Linked DNA regions of Rattus norvegicus: all the other regions are linked to region 2. The links are chromatin contacts, called in public Hi-C maps. All regions are on one chromosome and are shown on one strand. The core of a region is the stretch at or near the end of the contact, and the rest is flanking DNA. Distances in the headings are between cores, read along the strand shown. Region 1 holds the start of Seh1l (SEH1-like nucleoporin). Region 2 holds the start of Prelid3a (PRELI domain containing 3A). Region 3 overlaps Gnal (G protein subunit alpha L).

Region 1 (4,273 bases), core at 1,746-4,245, 330 kb after region 2:
ATGTGACTTCAAAAAAAAAAGAATGCAGTGATATTAAAAATATATGTGCAAAATTACAGGTGTTTCAGAGATCCCTAAAACAATACAGGGCAATACTCTTAGTTTTCTACCAGAATTTGATGGTAAGACCTTATTGTTAAAGACATTATTTTGGTTACAAAGCATGGAAAAATCAAACTGTTACTGATTGGCAGACTTCTCCCCTGCTGGGTTCTACTAGAAGGTGCTATATAGGTGGCTATGGAAGAAAAAAACTAATAGTCTTACCTAGCTGTGAGCCTTGCAAACTATAATAATGACTGGTTTGGCAAGATATACCCATGGCTGCAGTAGTGGCATAAATGTTATTGGGTAACAAATTGCTTTCTGATTGGATTTAGGGCCTGCTCCATGGGAGGAAATTCATGCCTAGTGTATAAATTGTGGTGGGAGGTCATTGCTGGGGAAATCATCAGCTGTTGGGCTACTATTATTACTTTGCTGAATGGACGTGGTGTAAATATTGCTTTTTTATCTCTATACCTATAGATTAGTGCTGCTCTCAGTCCTTAGCTGGAAAGCTTCCTTTTTATTGAATATGGGGCTTAATACAGAGATTCGCAACTGGTCAAGGTGCAGAGAATAACTATCTGTGGAGTGCTCAGCCATAACCGGGGCATCGATAGTCACATTCTGTCTCCCAAGTCTCAGGATACGGCCCAGAAGACGGGGTGAAGAGACTGTAAGAGCCAGGCATGGGGAGGACTGCTGTGAAACTCTTTCCTAGACATTGCTCTCATGACTGGGGAGCAGTGACTACCTGCACAAGATCAAGGCACTCAACAATTCAGCATGGTTGGGGACAGCCTCACACGTGGAAGGGTTGGTGAAGAGGGAGTGTTTTCTATTAGCATAGGATCTTTAGGACAATGAAACAATTATGTATGATTTTGGAATGGTGGATCCACTTCCTGCTTGTCAAAACTTATAGAATATACACCAAGGATGAGCCCCATGTCAGTTACAGACTTGGATGCTGTTTATGGTCTTACTGTAGGGTCACTGACCATAACAGTAACACATGTGCCTTCTTGTGCTTTAAACACTTATGTCTGCTTTTTCTTTTCTTTCTTTCGTTTTTTCTGAGAAAGAGTTTCTCTGTGTAGTCCTCTGTTGATCAGCCTTGAACTCAGAGATCTGCCTGCCTCAGCCTATGGGTGCTGGGATTAAAGGCGAGCACTGCCACTGCCCAGCAGGTCTAGTCCTTCTATCCCATATTCTACTTTCAGTTAATGTTTACTGTCTGTATTTAAACTTGGCTTTCAGGAGCTGGAGCAATGGCCCAGCAGTTAAGCTAACCGGCTGCTTTTGCAGAGGACCTGGGTTCAGCTCCCAGCACCCACCACCCACCAGGCAGCTCATGACCATGTGTATAACTCTGGTTCTAGAAGATTCAACCTTCTCTTCTAGCCTCTACCGGTACTGCATACACATGCTATGCTACAAACATGCAGGAAATCCACTCTTAAAATAAACTAATCTTTAAAAAATTATAAACCTAGCTTTCTTAAATGTTTATTTTTGAAAGTATAGATTTAATTGTACTTTTTTTTTTTTTGGTTCTTTTTTTTTCGGAGCTGGGGACCGAACCCAGGGCCTTGCGCTTCCTAGGCAAGCGCTCTACCACTGAGCTAAATCCCCAACCCCTTTAATTGTACTTTTATATAGTGTGTTTTGTTTCTGGAAATTAATGTCTCTGGAAATGAATGGTTAGATCCAATGGTTAGAGGACTTGGGGGTCTACCTCTAAAATAGGAATATAATCTAAAAAAGGATTTTTTAAAGAATTTATGTCTCTTCGTGTGTGTATCCGTTGTGTGCAGGAGAGTGCAGATCCTCAAGGAATCCAGATGTTTCAGATTCTCTGGAGCTGGAACTAAAGGTGGTGATGCATTCAAGCCATGCCTTAAATCTTATTAATTTAAAGAAGAGTAAGGAAAACTCAAGACTGGTAAGATCATTTCACTATCGGTCTCTGCGGGTTTCTGTACAAATCCATCAGGAACAAGTGCGATTTTGAGATCCTTTAGAGTCTGCTTTTTAAAGCGATTCCTATTCTTTTTTTTTTTTAAACATTTATTTATTATGTATACATCAGCTTTCTGCCTGCATGTATGCCTGCAGGCCAGAAGAGGGCACCAGACCTGATTATAGATGGTTGTGAGCCACCATGTGGTTGCTGGGAATTGAACTTAGGACCTCTGGAAGAGCAGACAGTGCTCTTAACCTCTGAGCCATCTCTCCAGCCCGCGATTCCTATTCTTAAACATCTTTATTTTTAGGTGTATGCATGTTTCACCTATATGTGCACCGCGTGCATGGAGCCAAAGTCGGGAGTTTGATCCCATGGGCGTTAAACAACCTCTCACCTAAAACCCTCGTTGAAGGAATGTTCCACCACTTCCTGAATTTGACTGAATCTCCTGACTTGAGCACTTCCCTTCATAGGTTTCTCTTTGCTATTTTTATTTCACTTACTTCTCCATTAAAGACTGGCTCCATCAAAGTAAATATTGGGCATCATTTTGGGTCTTGCCATCACCCCGGGTGACTTTCTAGAACTTCTTTTTCCTCATTCTGGTTTTGCTGACCCTCGAATCTGTTGTACTTGTGCCATCTTTCAGCACTGACCGCTGCTTCAGGTCCTCCACTCCTCATCTCAATTTCTTCCTTCTGGAAGACTTTGTGCTCGACGAGCTTGACTCCCTAAGCGACAACTCTGGGCATCGCCATCATTCCTAAGAAGCTCTGGTTAAACAGATGAGCCTTCCATTCAAATCTGCAGCGGGACATCTCTACTCGCTATGTGTACCGATCACGTGTTTACGGAGGCACACACCCCCTAGGCTGACCCCGGAAGGCGCTTTCATTTTTCCATCCTCCTGCGTCTGCAGGCTCCGTCCGTGGCTGGAACAAGGTTTGGACACAGGCTCCGCCTGCGCAGGGCGTGTCCCTCGGGGCGTGGCGCGCCGGAGCGACGCGAGCAGGCGAGGGCCGACGTACCGTACGTGCCTCTGCCGCGGTCCGGGGGCTGCGGGCCGCACCGCCGCCCTCTCGGAGGCGGGCCCGGGCAGACGGCGGCGGCCATGTTTGTGGCGCGCAGCATCGCGGCGGACCACAAGGACCTCATCCACGATGTGTCTTTCGACTTCCACGGGCGCCGGATGGCCACCTGTTCCAGCGACCAGAGCGTCAAGGTGCGCGCGGCAAGCTCGACTACCCAGGGCCGGGCACAGAGGGGAGGGAGGCGGCACAGAAGGGACTAACTCTGACCGAGGCGTGCGAGACACAAAGCCGCGGACGCCGCCACGCCGGAAGCGGCGAGAGCCCTCCCCGTCGGCGGATTGTGGGGTCACGGCCGCCCGCGCTCGGGGCGTTTTCCTACCGCGCCTGCGCGGGGCGGCTCTCTGCCTCGGGGCACTGAGCGCACGCGCACGCTGGGTCTGCGGAGTGGGTCGCGGCTGTAGTCTAACGCGTTTGGCCTTCTCGTGGGGATGTGTGTCTCATTTCAGTGGGCCTCGCCTGTATTCCTTTGCCCAGGACGCATGGGATTCCTTGAAGGGATATTATTATTATTACATGCCAGTTACACACACACGTTTTCTAGACCTGGCAGTAGCCCTCCAGTCTCAGTTTCAGCCATGCTGGGGTTACGAGTATGAACTCCTTCACGACGCCAGAATAGCTGAACACCAGCTTTTAATTCTTGTTCGTGTTCAAGTGGCCTCTGAAGGTGGTTATCACAAGTGTCCGTTGAATATGCTCCGATGTACTTTTTTGGAAACAGAGTCTCAGTTCTGTAGCCCTGATGATCTGCCTGCCTCTGCCGAGAGTGATATGATTAAAGATGGGAGCCACCAGGAACGACTCCATTGCCCTAACCCCACAATTTTAAAGACTTATTCGTGTGAGTGTTGTGTCTGCGTGTGTGAATGTGCACTGCCCGGCGTCTCTGCAGGTCGATAGAGGGAGTTCAGATTGTGATCCTTCTTGTTGGGAGGACTGCGCCTGGTTCCTTGGTTGGCCAACGAGCACAGCTGATCTAGGTAGCAGACATCAAGTTATAGTCTTTGGGAATGGTATTTACTAAGATAAATATGGCAATCTTGGGAGAGGACGTAATTCTGCATTGCAAAACTTACGTGCATATACACTACCAAGACAAGCAGTGAAGGCTACCAAACTACCTTGAGCTTTCCCAGCTTGGCCTCAGGACTGCTCTGTTCACACTGTT
Region 2 (4,190 bases), core at 810-3,309:
CTCACACAGCTCAGGGCCAGGGCCGTCTCAGCTTAGACTCCCGATGATCTTCCAAGCCTCTGAATCTGAGGGATAACCGGCGTGAGCAGCCACCCCTGGCAGCAGAGGCCTTCGCTTCTTGAAATGCATGCACGCGTTTGCAGGGAGTTAAATAAAACCCTTTCAGTTTTAACCCACCAGGGCCAGTCTTTCTCAAAGATTTTGAAGCCATCCCTTTGAAATGGTGACATCAAAGATAGAGAGCTTCCTTTTCCCTAGGATCAGAGGATGACTTTGGAGACCACGAGATTTCAATTTGCAGGTATACCTCGTGTCCGAAAGAGGTGCTGAATTTCTGATATTTGTCTCCTATTCGGGGAATTAAGCCATGCGTATTGCTCATTCTAGGCAGTTGCTTCACCGCTAAGATATATTCCCAACCTCTTTTTACTCTCTTTTTTTTTTTTTTTTTTTTTTTTTTTGCATGTTTGTTGCCTCTGTTTGTCTTGACAAGATTTTGTGCTGTCCAGGCCGCAGACTCCATCTATAGCTGAAGATGTCCCAGGTGAGGTGTGCCCTGCTAAGCTCAGTTTACACCAGGCCACACCACGTCTGGCACATCTTACTTCGTATTTAACACTTGCTATGTAGTCCAACCTGGCCTCTCTCACTCCTAGTCTTTCTCTACCCTACTAAGTGCTGGGATTATAAACACGAGCCACCCTGCCAGCCTAATTTATGATCAATCTATTTTTCTGAAGTTCCCAGGGAAAAGAAAAGCCACACCTTGTTAAAGACTCCAAGGCGGACTGACTGAACTTAGTGCTTACGGAGAGTTAAAATGTTGCCGATTAGAGCCAAATTATCTAGAGCGATTTTTAGTCCTTTTTAAATTTTTCTTTTTCGTTTGTGTTTGTGTGTGATGTTTATGCTCCTATTTGCATGTGTGTGGGCACATGGTGCGTGTGTCGGCATGTATGTATATATGTATGCATGCATGTATGTAATCTCTTGCTAAACTGTAGCTTCTTAGTCTAGCTAGCCATCTTGTTTGCTAGATTCCATATCTACCTCCAGTGAACTGGGCTGCCATACCCACCCAGCAGCCTGGTTTTCAGTCCCTCTGAAGACAATTCATTGCATACCCGTGTATCTGACCAAATATCCTTGCCTATCAGAACCTTTACACTGACTTTTTTTTTTCTTTTTTTCGGAGCTGGGGACCGAACCCAGGGCCTTGCGCTTGCTAGGCAAGTGCTCTACCACTGAGCTAAATCCCCAACCCCTACACTGACTTTTTACCAATCCAAATGCTAAGAATGTTAACATCTGAGGCCTATAGCCCTACGGGCCTAGAGTTCCCTAGTTGCCCTGGTCCCTGCTGACTTGGTAAATGCCACGATTTGTGATTTTCTTTGTTCTGAAACTAATTCAGGCTCACATAAGTAACCACATCCGCTGTGGGTCATGCCTTTCAGGGAAACCTCAATCCTTGTTCCTGAATCATGATCACTCATATTTGGCTCAAAAATAAACTGGGTCTTACTCCCCTCGAGGCGAGAACTGTTTTGTGTCTCCAGGATAAATGTAATTAGTTCCTCTGGAGCAGTGCTCCAGTTACTAATAACTTTAGGACGAAGTCTCTTTTTGTCCCCAACCCTTTTGGGGCAGCCCCATAATATATTGTTCACGTAAAAAGCGTTCGCAGAACTGGCTACTTCTGTTTCTTAGCAGGAGAGCTCCGTCTTTGTAGCCTCTCTAGTAGGTTGCCTGTGACGGGCTTTGATAGGATTGGGGTGTTAAGCTTATTCAATACCCAGACTTTATTTTGAATTGGCAATTCTAGTTTGTCCACGACGTTCGCGTGTGGTTGGAAAGGGCAGGGCCGTGATTTGGACAGCGTCAAAGAACCCAGAGCTGCGGTTTGTGGCTGCGCACTCGCGAATGTCCCTGCGGCAGCGCCGCTCTGGGTACCACTCGCCTCCCACTTCCCTATTTTTAGCCGCCGCAGTCCGGACCACGTGACGGGGGAGGCGGTACAGCGGGCGCCCCGCCCCCACGGCGCCGCGCAGCATCCCGCAGAGCGCCGAACTCGCGCCCTGGGCCTGCGGCTGCGGCGATGAAGATCTGGAGCTCGGAGCACGTGTTCGGGTGAGCCATCCGAGGGCTGCGCTGGGAAATGCGCGGACGTGGCCATAGCCGTGCGGCCTCGGGGAGGGGCGGGGAGCCGGGACCCGCAGCGGCTCCGGGGCCGGGGTCCTGCCGGGGCGAGGAGCCGGGTGTCAGGTGCGTGGGGAGGCCTCCTCATCCTCAGCCGGTTTGTACCGACTGCGAGCTGCGCGGGGTCGTCGCGATCCATCCGGAGTAGGGCAGCGGCCTACGGCCAGCTCCCCTTGCAGCGGGTGTCACCCACGGTGCCCTAGGGGCTTAGGTTCCCCCGAGAAATCTAGACATGAGGAAGGCATTTGGGGCGTTTGGTCCTGAATACGTTGTGCACACGGACGCCTCTAAGCCCCCACCAGGGAGACTGCGAACTGCCTCGAGTGCTCCCCCGACCCTTGGGGCGCCTTCCACCGTGTCATGGAGTGTTTTGATATCTTTTCAAAGGATTTTTGAGACTTTCTGATCCCGATTAGAGAAGCTTTTCGTTCCGAGCGAGGGTGGACGTGAAGAGACTGCATGAAACAGAACTGTCGTCCATTGTCCTTTAAAGTGTAAAATTTCTAATAAAAATTGACCACCTGGCTTCAGAACTCCTGGCTTCTTTATTTTTATTTTTCGATGGTGCTGGGCCCCGACCCAGTGTTTCGAGCTTGCTAGAAAAGTGTTCCATCATTGAACTATAGCATCCGCCTTTAGAAAAAAATCCCTTTTAAATATGGAACCTTAGACAGGTGGTATGTAGATTTTTGGAAAAGTTGGCAGGCTTTCTGAAGGTTTCCCCAAGATTCAGACATGATTTGTACGGGCCAGAAGCAGAGACGGGTAGAAAGTCATCAAATGCTGAGATGCCAAGAGTATTGACTTGGGCCGGCTGAGAGTTACCCTAAGGGTCCTGAAATGTTGACTGCCACTGGAAAATCACTGTTGACAATTTTGACCATTTTTGCAGCGTCCGTTCTTTTTTTTTTTTAATCATTATTATTTACATTTTGTAATCTGTAATGTGTTACCACTCATTTTAATGTGTGTGTGTTTGGGGGAGATTATTTTTCTTTTTTTGAGATAGGGTTTCACTGTGTGGACTTAGACCAGGAGGGCCCCGAGCTCACATAGATCTGCTTGCCTCTGCCTCCCCAGTGCTGGGATTAAATACATGTGACACTAAGGTTGGCTCTTTTTAATAATTTTAAAATTACATTTAATTAATTAGTGTGTGTGTGTGTGTGTGTGTGTGTGTGTGTGTGTGTGTGTGTGTGCGCGCATGTGCATGCACTCAAGCGCAAGCTGCGGTCAAGATAACATGGGGGATTCGGTTCTCAGCTCCTACCTTGTGGATCAGGAGATCCCACTGAGATTTCGAGGTTTGACAGCAGACATCTTTAGCAGCCGATCCATCTTGTTGGCCTCAAGTCATCCACTTAAAAGTGTATTCTACAGTTCTGGGCTGGGGAGATGGCTCACTGGCTAGTCTTTGCCATGAGTGCGTGAGGGCTGTAGTTCAGATCTCCAGAACTCAGGCAACTCAGTGATTGGAGAGGCCGGCCTGTGAGTCTAGCTTGGTTAGATGGAGATGGGGATGCCTGGAGCAAGCTAGCTGGCAGGACTGCCCTGCCTCAGTGAAAAGGGGTAAGAGGATCTCTGCATCGGTCTCCGGCCTCCACAGGCACGCACACCCCACGCACAGCACTCACCCTCATACATGTGAAAGAGAACATGAGAAAAACTTTAAATATATTATATAGTTGACTAATTTTTAGTACAGTTACAGAAATTGGTTTTTGTCATTTTTAGTTTTTTGCAGATTGTGCAGCCATCACTGTGGTGGTCCAGTTTTAGAACATTCCTGTTATCGTCTAAAGATATACTGAACTTTATGTGGGAGATGTACTCCCTCCCCATTCCTGCCCCGAGGAACCACTGATCTGTTCCTGTAGATTTATCTCCTGGATATTTTATATAAATAGTCAACATCATAAGTGCTTTCCTGTGTCTGGTGTCTTGTGATAAGCATTGTCGTCGTCGTCGTCGTCGTCGTCATCATCATCATC
Region 3 (4,097 bases), core at 993-3,492, 370 kb before region 2:
AAGCCGAGGGGAAAAAAATCCTTACCTCTGCGGCTTGAGTGCTGCAATGCCAACTTGGCAGACAAGAGTCACTGACTGGCATAGGAGTGTGGCACATCTGTTGTAGGGGTGAGCAACTGATTGTGTGTTTGTGTGTGTGTGTATGTGTGTGTGTGTGTGTGTGTTATGTGTGTATGCATTATGTGGTGTGTGGGTGGTGTGTGTGCATGTGCATGTGTGGTGTGTGTACTTGTGGTGTGTGTATGTGTATGCATATGTGCATGTGTGTGTATGCATGTGTGCATGTGTGTATATGTGTGTGTGTAATGTGGTGTGTGTGTGCATGTGGTGTGTGTGTGCATATGTGAATGTGTATGTATGCATGTGTGTATATGTGTGTGTGTAATGTGTAGTGTGTGTGCATGTGGTTTGTGTGTGCATATATGAATGTGTGTGTATGTATGCATGTGTGCATGTATGTGTATGTGTGTGTGATGTGTGGTGTGTGTATGATGTGTGGTGTGTGTGTATGTGAATGAATGGTGTGTGTGCATGTGTGTGTATGTATGCATGTGTAGTGTGTGTGTGTATATGTGTTTGTGGTGTGTGTGTGTGTGTGTGTGTGTGTGTGTGTGTGTGTGTGTAAGGACCGTTTATTTAAAACAAAGGCGGCAGGTATTGGAGGAGGAATTAGGAGAATTAATTATAATACAAAAGTGAGTTAAAAACAAAAGCTCCTTCTCACACACACACAAACTGCTGACCTAGACTGAACCTTACAGAATAGCATTCTGAGTCAGCACTTAAGTGAGTGCTGTTAGTTTTTGTTACAAGAGACTAAAGCTACAAACTCCACAGATTTGAGTTGTGCATAGGCAACACCATTTAAGTTCCCCTCCCCCATCTTGGTCTGAGTGAGGACAGGCTGATGGGAGGGTCCCTGCCCCAAGCACGAGAAAGAAGGTGGATTCCAAAGACAATGGATGTAATTCTAATTACAAATACAATATGCTTTAAAAAGTGGGGTGGGGGTAAGGCAGGGTGACGGATGCGGTTTGGGCAGGAACAATTTCCCCAGAATAAGAGGCTGCAGTCATTAGAGGCACGTGGGTAAGGACAGTGCGTTAAGAACCAGAGGAATGAGGTTTGGATCCAGACTTCTCCACATTCTACTGGCATGACCTAAAGGAGCAGCCTTTATCGGAGCTCCAGTTTCCTGCTCTATGAAACGAAGAAAAACCTGCATCTCTCAGAGATCTCAAGTTTGGGTAGGAAGGGGGCTGTGCACGTCAAGGGAAACACAGTTTTCCCTATAAATGTTCTGCAGCTGTGAACCAAATCATCTTTAAAACCCAGATCTGAGATCTGCTCCAGAGAAGAAGATTTAGTACCAATCCTGAGGGCCTGGCCCATGACTTGCAAGGCTGTAAGCCTGAGGGCTGAACCTATACCTTTTTTTCTTTTCTAAAGTGACAAGTTGTCAAATGTATAGTTATACCTCAGTCTTGGTCAAAGAAACTTCTCTTTGCAGTAAGTAACAGTTACTAGAGAAACTCATGGCTGCTCAAGGAGTTAAGAGCAAGTGACTTTTGAGTGCTTAACCCTAAAAAGTGACAGCTGTGTCACCTCCTCAGGGAACATTGCAGCAGAGAGAGTGGGAAGAAAGGCCATGAAATGCTATCTTACAGACACGGCATGGCTGAGTGGCTCACAAACTCACGACAGCTGTGTCTGCCTGCATACAGCCTGCACTAGAGTGAACCCACAAACATGGTTCCTAGATGAGGAACAGTCTGTGGGTCATGCCTAAGGGCATGAATGGTCGTTGACCGCTGCTGGGGTAGAGGAAGTCTTTGCCTTTAGTGAAGTAGCCACTGGTGAGTTATTCACGCTCCTGTGGGTAGCTTCAAACCCATGCCCAAGTAAGGGGCTCTGGTTAATTCCAGTGGGTCACAAAGCAAGAACGAAGCACTGTGAGATGGGGATTCCGTGGAAAGAAGGGGACTGGTGGGGGTGGGAGAGGGACATTAAGGATAGGGGGTGTGACAAGAGTTTATAATAAGCATAAATTTCTCAAAGAACAAGTTGATTAATAATTAAGTTTTTAGCAGAAATAGCAAGAGGTGGAGTCGGGAAGGTGAGAGACTGCTGAAAAAGAGACCTGGAGGTCCCCCCCTCTGCCTTCCGCTCTGTAGTGTGTTCTAGAGAGATGCTCAGCATCTGGGCTCAAAGCAACCACCAGGTGGCAGTGTTGCACAGAGAAACAACCCTCCTGCGCTCCTCCAGCTAAGACTTCACATTCTACCAACTGTACCAAGGCCTTGGTGTGGTCCAGCCTTGTCAGGTGGCTGCCCATGCAGGTTCATGCTCTGTCTGAGGAGCTGAGAGGTGCTTAGCACCGTGGCAAATACCTGAGAAAATCAACTTAAGGGACGATGGGTTTATGTTGGCACATAAACAGGCTTCAGTCTGTGGTTGACTGGCTGTGTTTCTAAGCCTTAGATGAGGAGAGAGCACAGTGACACAAGGGCTGAGTGGAGCGGAGACCACCACCTCAGGAAAACCACAGCAAAGACACAGGGAGACAGGAAGGGGCAGGGGCAAGATACCCTCTGAGGACTTGCCCCCTTGTAATCCACTTCCTTCAGCTAGCCCCCACATCCTAAAGTTCCAGTTACCTACAGGAAAAAAAAAAGTGCCTTTAGCTAGGGACTGAGTCTTCAAACCCAGAAGTCTGTGGGACATTTTGTAATCAAACCATAACAGGTGTAAACTAGCTCTCCAGCTCTGTCACAAAAGGAATTTCTTCACATCTGAAGTGCTTCCTCTGAGGAAAGTGAGGAATGCCAAGCCAGGTGGCTGCACCCAGATGGACAAAGGCTGGAGCTAGGCAAGTGGCAGGTAGCTCACTGGGGGCTCCCTGTCCTCCCTGACCTCTTTCTTTTGTACATATCTTTCTAAAAAGGAAGAAGGGAAGGAGAGAAGGAGGGAGGAAAAGACAAGAGAGGAGAGGAGGGGGAGGGAGGGGAAGGGAGAAGCACAAGATGTGTATCCACATGGTTATACATGTTCCTAAACATTCTGGTCCACCCTACAAACACATCTGTCCTGGAAGAGGCTCTCAGTCCCCCCCCCCCAAGGATGGGGAGGAAGATCACCTCAGTATTCTCAAGTATTTGCTCAAGGGACAGACATCTTTCTAGAGGCTCTGTGGTCTCCTGGTACTCGTGATTTAGGAAAAAGAAACCATCTTTTTCATCCCTGCATGAATTGGTCAAATCACAGAGTATGAGTTAAGTCAATCCAATCACTCTGGGTCTGAGGCCCAGAGCTAGAGCTGGGAGGCCTGGCCAAAGCGAGCTCCTCTCAGAGAGCAATGAACTCTGGGAGCAGTTGGAACGGCTTGCATCCTGTGTGCAGAGACTCGGCAAGGTTATGATCCTGTTACATGTTCAATAGGTGGGGGTTGGGTTTCAAGGGGAACGGACCTGACTGAATGGGTGTTGCTGGAGTCCTCTCGTTCACTAGCAATCATCAGTGGTCTGACTGACTCCTGAGATACGAACAGGGAAGAGGAACTCATTCTGGGAGAAAGACCAGGCATTCAAAAAGAACCATTGCACTAAGGGAGGAAGTAGCGAGTAAGCACGACACAGCCAGTGAGGTGATTGGAATAGGAATGGCTCCCGTAGGCTCATATATTTGAATGCTTAGCCATCAGGGAGAGGTACTACTTAAAAAGGATTTGGAGACGTGGCCTTTTTGGAGTAGGTGTTGTTGTTATATGGCTTGGAGTAGGCGTCAAGGTTTCAAAAGCTCAAGCCAGGCCCAGTATCTGTTGTATTTATAAGAAGATAAAGAGAGGGGGGTATGTTCTATGGAGGTCTGAGGAAAGGGAGTGCCTCCGCAGGTTCATGCTAAGGCATTCCTTCCTGCTGTGAAACCAGCCACATGGTATATAGTATAGGACAGAGTTTATTCAAGGCATGGGGAGGGGAGTTAAAAGGGTAGTAGGGCAAAGAAAGGGAGGGAGAAGTAGAGAAATAGAAGCGTAGAGTAGAGGCCAGCCATGAGCACATGGACAGAATGGACAAAATGGGAAGAGGGTGAGAGCAAGA

What was found. A called contact is a pair of places that touch in the nucleus more often than the background predicts.
Region 1: a contact with region 2 is called in a Hi-C map of hepatocytes, with 2.8 times the contacts expected there. The contact joins the promoter of Seh1l here to the promoter of Prelid3a in region 2. A contact is called at or near these places in 12 of 12 Hi-C or Micro-C datasets (the A7r5 cell line, the Rat2 cell line, Schwann cells and 7 more).
Region 3: a Hi-C map of psoas muscle shows a contact between it and region 2, with 3 times the contacts expected there. The contact joins the enhancer-like site here to the promoter of Prelid3a in region 2. A contact is called at or near these places in 3 of 12 Hi-C or Micro-C datasets (the A7r5 cell line, Schwann cells and psoas muscle).

The regions. Positions count from the first base shown.
Region 1 is chr18:63,613,880-63,618,152 of GRCr8, forward strand. It overlaps Seh1l (SEH1-like nucleoporin), which reads left to right and starts at 2,996. Exons shown (of 9, transcript NM_001394994.1): 1 at 2,996-3,236. The coding sequence starts at 3,126.
Region 2 is chr18:63,285,578-63,289,767 of GRCr8, forward strand. Prelid3a (PRELI domain containing 3A) reads left to right here and starts at 2,060. Exons shown (of 7, transcript NM_001109570.1): 1 at 2,060-2,130. The coding sequence starts at 2,099.
Region 3 is chr18:62,917,254-62,921,350 of GRCr8, forward strand. All of the region lies in intron 1 of Gnal (G protein subunit alpha L), which reads left to right. The region is part of intron 3 of LOC120098241 (a long non-coding RNA gene); the gene reads right to left. Among named protein-coding and RNA genes, the nearest start is that of Gnal, 27 kb to the left of the region's middle. Within about 2 kb of position 2,243, at least 3 of the 93 cell types and tissues checked have an H3K27ac peak or open chromatin away from gene starts, as enhancers often do.